Linked DNA regions of Ovis canadensis: region 1 is linked to region 2. The links are chromatin contacts, called in public Hi-C maps. All regions are on one chromosome and are shown on one strand. The core of a region is the stretch at or near the end of the contact, and the rest is flanking DNA. Distances in the headings are between cores, read along the strand shown. Region 1 holds the start of EPB41L2 (erythrocyte membrane protein band 4.1 like 2). Region 2 overlaps EPB41L2 (erythrocyte membrane protein band 4.1 like 2).

Region 1 (3,015 bases), core at 5-2,504, 55 kb before region 2:
TCCTCATTTCATTGTAAATCTGCCTGAAAGTTTATAATAGTATTGTCTCATAATATTTCCTGGTCTTCTTTACCAGAACTGCTTTCTAGTCAGACTTCCTCTCTGTGGTAGTTAACATACCCTATTAAGTTTTACTTGAGTACTTAGCATAGAGGGCATTAAGTAAGTTAACTCATGTGTGGGACAGAGAACAATCCCTGGCACACAAAGTATGCAATAAATGTTAGATTTTATTATTTTTATTATTCATTGGCAGGATCTTAGCAAGTAACTTATCTTCCTGACTCTTATTTTCTTTGATGTAATGAAGATAACACTTGCCCTGCCTTTTTCATAAAATTCCTGTGAGGATCAAAAGATAAAATGTTAATACGCTTTGTTAACTGAAAATATCATACACGTGAAAGGTATTGTAACTGGTGTTTCATTTGACATTGGTAATTTCAGAAAAGACTGTTAAGGAAAGAAAAGATTTTACTTTGGCCGAGGTGGAGTCTTTAAAGATCTCAGTTGAGGTGGGAGGAGGCAAAGAACAAGAGGTACATGTGTGGCAGACGCTGGAGGCAATGACCAGGACAAGCCCGACCGACATGCCAACTTTCAGAGAAGAAGAAAGGAGTAGAATCTGAGAGAAAGCGATCTAATTATACAAAAGAATCGGAAGAAATCGTCTGTGTGTCTTTCCACAACTGGCCTGAACCTCGGGTTTCTAGCTTTTTTTCCCCTGCCACAGTCTGCTCTGCAGTCCAGGCTCCTAGGACCCTGCCTGGAGATCTACCCACACTTTGGGTTCAGTATAAAAGCCCCTCTTCCAGGGGGCTTCCCCAATCCCTCCTGTGCCTCATACAGGAGGAATAAACGGTTCCCTTTCACTGTCCTCTCTGTGAAAGCACTTCCACTCTAGACAGAGGAGAACCTAGTTTTCCTTATTTCTGTTTCACCAGGGCCTAGCTTGGGGTCTGCCACCGAAGAGGTGCTCAAGCAAGGTTTAGTCAGTGGATTCACTTTTAAGAAATAACTTTGGAAGTTGATAAAAGGGCATTTAATATCTGGATGCACGGGCTAAGAGCGGCTTGAACACAGGCATCAGCAGTCATTATCTAGGGTAGCTCCCAGGGCGAGTCGCGTCCTTTCCGCGCTGGGTACCCGGCGACTGCGAGCCGCTAATCCCGCTGAAAGAGTCGGTCGGACTAGCGGGGGCGGGGGCGTGGCCTGGGCGTAGGGGGCGTGTCGTGGCCCGCGGGGGTTTCCGCACCAGGGGCGCGTCCGGCGGGGATGCGGGAGGAGCTTCCGCCGCGAGGGGGCGGGGCTGGGGCGCTAGTCCTCTGACGGCCCCAGCCAGGGAATTTCAATTTGAAACCTAGCGGAGGGAGGAGGCGGGCGCGGCGGGCCGGCGACTGGGGCTGAAGCGGGACTGGTCCCGGCGGCTAGCGAGCTCCTGAGTACGGCGTCCGGGTAAGGAGGCGTGCGGAGCCGCGGAATGGCTGGCCCGGGACGGGGGAATCCCGGGGCCGAGCGTCTGGTCTCTGCGGATCTGCAGGGGCGGCTCGGATTTTTCCTGTGGCTGCAGCTGGGAAGCTGATCCCGGGCAGGAAGCGGTGGCGGGACGGTCCCACCGGGAGGGGGAGGGCTGCCGGTGTTGGGGTTTTCTGCGGCTCCCTGTCTGCCCTCCTCCCGATTCCCGACCCGGAGACCGGTCCTGTTACTACAGGCCGGATCTCCGCTTCCCCGCTCCACTGCGGTCCCCCTGCTTCTCCCTTCGTGAGAGCGGGGGCCGCGTCTGGTCGGCGCCGAGAGAGGTGGGGGCACGGTGAGGACTGCGCCTGCCCCGCGGGGGTGCCGTGGGCTCAGGGTCACGCGTCCCGGGCCCCGCGGCGCGGCTGCAAGAGGGATCCGGCTCCATCCTGGGCGCGGGCCGCGGCGCGCGAGTCTGTTCCGATGCGGAGCGGCCCCCTCCTTCGGGGCCGGGGGCACGCGGCGGCGGCAGCATTGCCCTTCAGCAGGATGGTTTTGGAAGAGGAAACGCGAGCCGAGGACGCCACGCGTCCCGGGGCGGGCCGCGCGCCTGGGCGCTCAGTGTAGCTGGGTTCGGGCGGCGTCACTCGCTCGGTCCCTCCAGACGCGGACCTCCCGACCAAAGTGGAGAGAAACGCACGTTTTGCTCTCTGATCCTTGTAGTCCCGGCACCCGGGTCATCTCACCAGCGATGGCTTATTTTTCTCCTCTGTTTGACGGCAGAATTGGGAGCATTTTTAGTTGCGCTGCTGGGGTAAGGACCAGCAGCGAGCAGGATTGGAATCAGAGTCTAAATCCCCAGCAGGAGTCCCTGCTCCGGGCAGCTCGGGAAGACGTCGGTCGTAATTTCTGAGATCTCTCATCTTTCTTGAGGTCAGGGTGTTTTGGCGAGGTTAGAAGAGCCCTTGCCTAGTCTATTATTTTGGGGAGGAGGTCTGTGTGGATCCTTCCTTCTGACTTAGGACGGTTAAATTGCATTCCCCATGAACAGCACAGCTGGCCGTTTTTAAGAGCTCTAGTGGGGTGAGAGGGAAGGAGGAACCTAGAGGATCTGTGAATATAGGTTCTCTTTTCTGAATCACATCCTTTCCTCAGTTTTTTTGAACTTCTCACATCTGAAATGGCACGTGTATGCCAGGCGTCTTGTTCTTGTTACTGTTATTTAAGCTTTTTTTAAAAATGAATCTTAACAGTTTATCCTTTATTCTTGCTTTTTTTTTTTCCAGTTCTCTTTTTATTTTTCCCTTGTTTTTTCCTTCTTTCACCGGAATCAGCTATTTCTGTATTCTCGATTTATAATACTGTATGGAGAATTTGAGTTTTAACTCGCGTCCTATCACATTTCCTCTTGGGTTTAGCACTTGAGGGAAACTGAGTCAGTTCCTTGGCCGCAGGAACTGGGATTTAAAATTCTGTCTGTGAACAGGTTTTATTCGGAAACGAATAGTACTTAATCCTATTCAGTTTCCGTTTGCGGGACTCTGCTGTGAGAAATCACAA
Region 2 (2,834 bases), core at 97-2,596:
GACTGTCTCGTTGACTTAAAAAAACAATAAATGAGCATTAGCATCCCTGTGTGATCTTGGCTCTGCCTTTGGAATGTAAGTAAGAATGGACAAACACATCTGGACGTTCCTTGTCCCTCTTCCCGTGCTCTGAGGAGTAAAAGCTCAACAGTAAATTGTAAGACCTTCTATAGCTTTCTAGTCTGAACTTGAGAGGTGGAGAGTTTCGTTTCGCTTCCTATGGGGCCATGTTGGTCAGGTGTTGGTGGTGGCAAGCAGGCCACAGTTCCATGGCTTTTAAAAAAGGGATCAAAGCATGTGGAGTGGAGAGTTAGGCAGTTTGGGTAGAGGCCCAGGTTCCTGTGGCTCTTCATCTCCAGTTGCCAAGAGTTGCCGTGTCAACCCCCTGGTCAGGTACCACATCTCTGGGGTGGTCCCTGCTGGAGAAGTAGTGGAGTTGGGAATCTTCACTGGACTGGCTTAGTGTGAATGAAGGGTGACAGAAAGGGTCAGCCCCCACTCATTGTTCTGGGGAGCAAATGTGTGTTAGGGGAACTCCTTATGTGTGTTTTCCTTAAAATTTGCAGTTAAGCTTTATGGATTAATTGGACCATCTTAAGTAGGCTTGGGGAGTTACTACTCCCTTTAGTGGCTGTTTTCTGTGGGGAAGAAATAATAAGAGCTGACATTTACTTACTTAGAGTTTGTTGTTGTTCAGTTGCCAAGTCATGTCCGATTCTGTGACCCCATGGACTCCCATCCGCAGCTTCGCTTTTGTCATTCTTATCTCATTCCCCCCTGTGCTCACTCCTTCCCCAACAAAGTCCTCACTTCATCTGGGGTTGGGGTGTATGTCTGTTTTTTCCTGTTTCCAAGGCAGTGACTCAAAATCTGGCCTGTCATGAGTCAGTTCAGTTCAGTCCCTCAGTCGTGTCGACTGTTTGCGACCCCATGGACGGCAGCACACCAGGCTTCCCTGTCCATCACCAACTCCCGGAGTTTGCTCAAACCCACGTCCCTCGAGTCGGTGATGCCATCCAACCATCTCATCCTCTGTCGTCCCCTTCTCCTCATGCCTTCAGTCTTTCCCAGCATCACGGTCTTTTCCAATGAGTCAGTTCTTTCTGGACTGCGTATAGACAGGAGTGCAGAATTAGTCCTTCTCAAGCCTGCTGGAAGTTAACAGTTTAGAGCTGCTGAAGTTTGACCTTCAGGGAGGGTCCTGCCAGTGATGGCTGTGCTCTACACAATGTGTTTAAAGCTGTAAAGTTCTGAGTGTAGGATTCCTAAGCAGAGTACAGTCACGTGTGACTGTGAGGTTTTCTTGTGCCAGGAAAGACTGTGTTTTTATGTTAAATAGCATTGGGTGGCCTAAGGGATTCTAGCCACAGCTGCATTCCAGAGACAGTTCAGAGCCATGGCTGGTAATGACATCACCACCGCAGGTGCCAGATCATCCCTTTTTTTTTTTTTTTTTTCCCAATATAGCCTGCCCATGCCTTTTTTTCTTAAAGGACATTTAAGTACTACTGTGAGGATTTGTTGCAGAATAAGTATGAAATCCAGTTTTGGGGGTGTGTGTGTGTATGTGTGTAGGTAGAGAGAAGAAAATAAAGTGCTTTTGGAAGATCACGCAGTCCCAGAAATTCCAGTTTTAGGTTACTTGCGTTCAATCACTCCCAAGAGATTTTGATGGGAAGGGGTGGGACGGAGGAGGGTGTTCAGACTAGAAGAGAAAAGTAGCTGTGAAAGAAAAAGGATGAGGGGCTTCCTCCCTCTACCTTCCCTCTTATCCAAGATTGGCCTGGAGTGTTTCCAAGAGAACTCTGATTTCCAGTGTATTTCACAGAGGCTGAAGAGCTCTGATTCCAAATGTCAAGCTTGGATTCAGGGATTGGATTTTTTTTTTAAAATGATAAATTTATGTGTTTGTTGAATAAAATTTGCAATACAGAGAAACATAAATAGTAAAAGCCATCCTCATTCCCACTTTAAGACATAATTCATATTTTTATTTTGTAAAAAATGCATTTGGTGGTGTTAGAATACATTCAGAGGTTATAGGATAAATACTTCAGTAAATGCATATTTATGTACATTTCACAAGAAAGGGCTCATACGATGGTTTTGACCATCATTTGATGGTTTATTTTCATTTAACTTTGTGTCACGTTTGCCATGCCAAGTAGTTTTTTTTTTTTTAGAATGCAGAATTTTAGAACTATGGGGTACTTTAAGAGGTAATGAATCCTCCCTATATTTAATAGATTAGGCAATTTAATAAAATGAAGTTAAATGACTTGCTCTAAATTCCCGTTACTTTCAGAACTGGAATTAGAACTGGTTCCATCTATTCCAGTATACTTTTAACTATCCCATTCTGCCTATTTTACTTTATGTACTGGCAAAAATTTGTGAATAATTATCTCTAGGATAAATTAGAGATTGTTGCCCCAGGTAATTTAATCCATCTCACTCTTAACTTTGAATATGAAAAAAAATTGAAACTTTGAGACTACTCACACACACCTGTGTAGTTAAATTAATTTGCCCCAAGTGATTTGGAGATGTTAGAAACCATTATGAGATGGCTGGATTGTTGCTATTTTAGGGTTATTTGATGTGAACCTTAAAGAAGTGAAGTTAGAAAATGTGTGCTTTACACTTAGCACAAGCATATTTGAAGTGTTTCTTTCTGTCATGTTAAAACCAATAAATCTCTTCAAACTTTTTAGTGGTCTTGCCAAACTGTTAATTATCATCTCCTTTGCCAAATTTCCTCTTCTCTGGAATTCTATTTTCCTGAATTCCCATTAGGAGTTCTTGGCTGTATAATTCCTTTGGCAACTGCTCAG

What was found. Hi-C and Micro-C count contacts between places; a contact is called where the count stands out from the background.
Region 1: a contact with region 2 is called in a Hi-C map of fibroblasts, with 1.7 times the contacts expected there. The contact joins the promoter of EPB41L2 here to the enhancer-like site in region 2. A contact is called at or near these places in 2 of 2 Hi-C or Micro-C datasets (fibroblasts and lung).

The regions. Positions count from the first base shown.
Region 1 is chr8:67,401,923-67,404,937 of ARS-UI_OviCan_v2, reverse strand. EPB41L2 (erythrocyte membrane protein band 4.1 like 2) reads left to right here and starts at 1,254. Exons shown (of 18, transcript XM_069598420.1): 1 at 1,254-1,455.
Region 2 is chr8:67,347,058-67,349,891 of ARS-UI_OviCan_v2, reverse strand. The region is part of intron 1 of EPB41L2 (erythrocyte membrane protein band 4.1 like 2); the gene reads left to right. Among named protein-coding and RNA genes, the nearest start is that of EPB41L2, 55 kb to the left of the region's middle. Within about 2 kb of position 1,346, the one cell type or tissue checked has open chromatin away from gene starts, as enhancers often do. A contact at or near this core is called in fibroblasts, where this site is marked.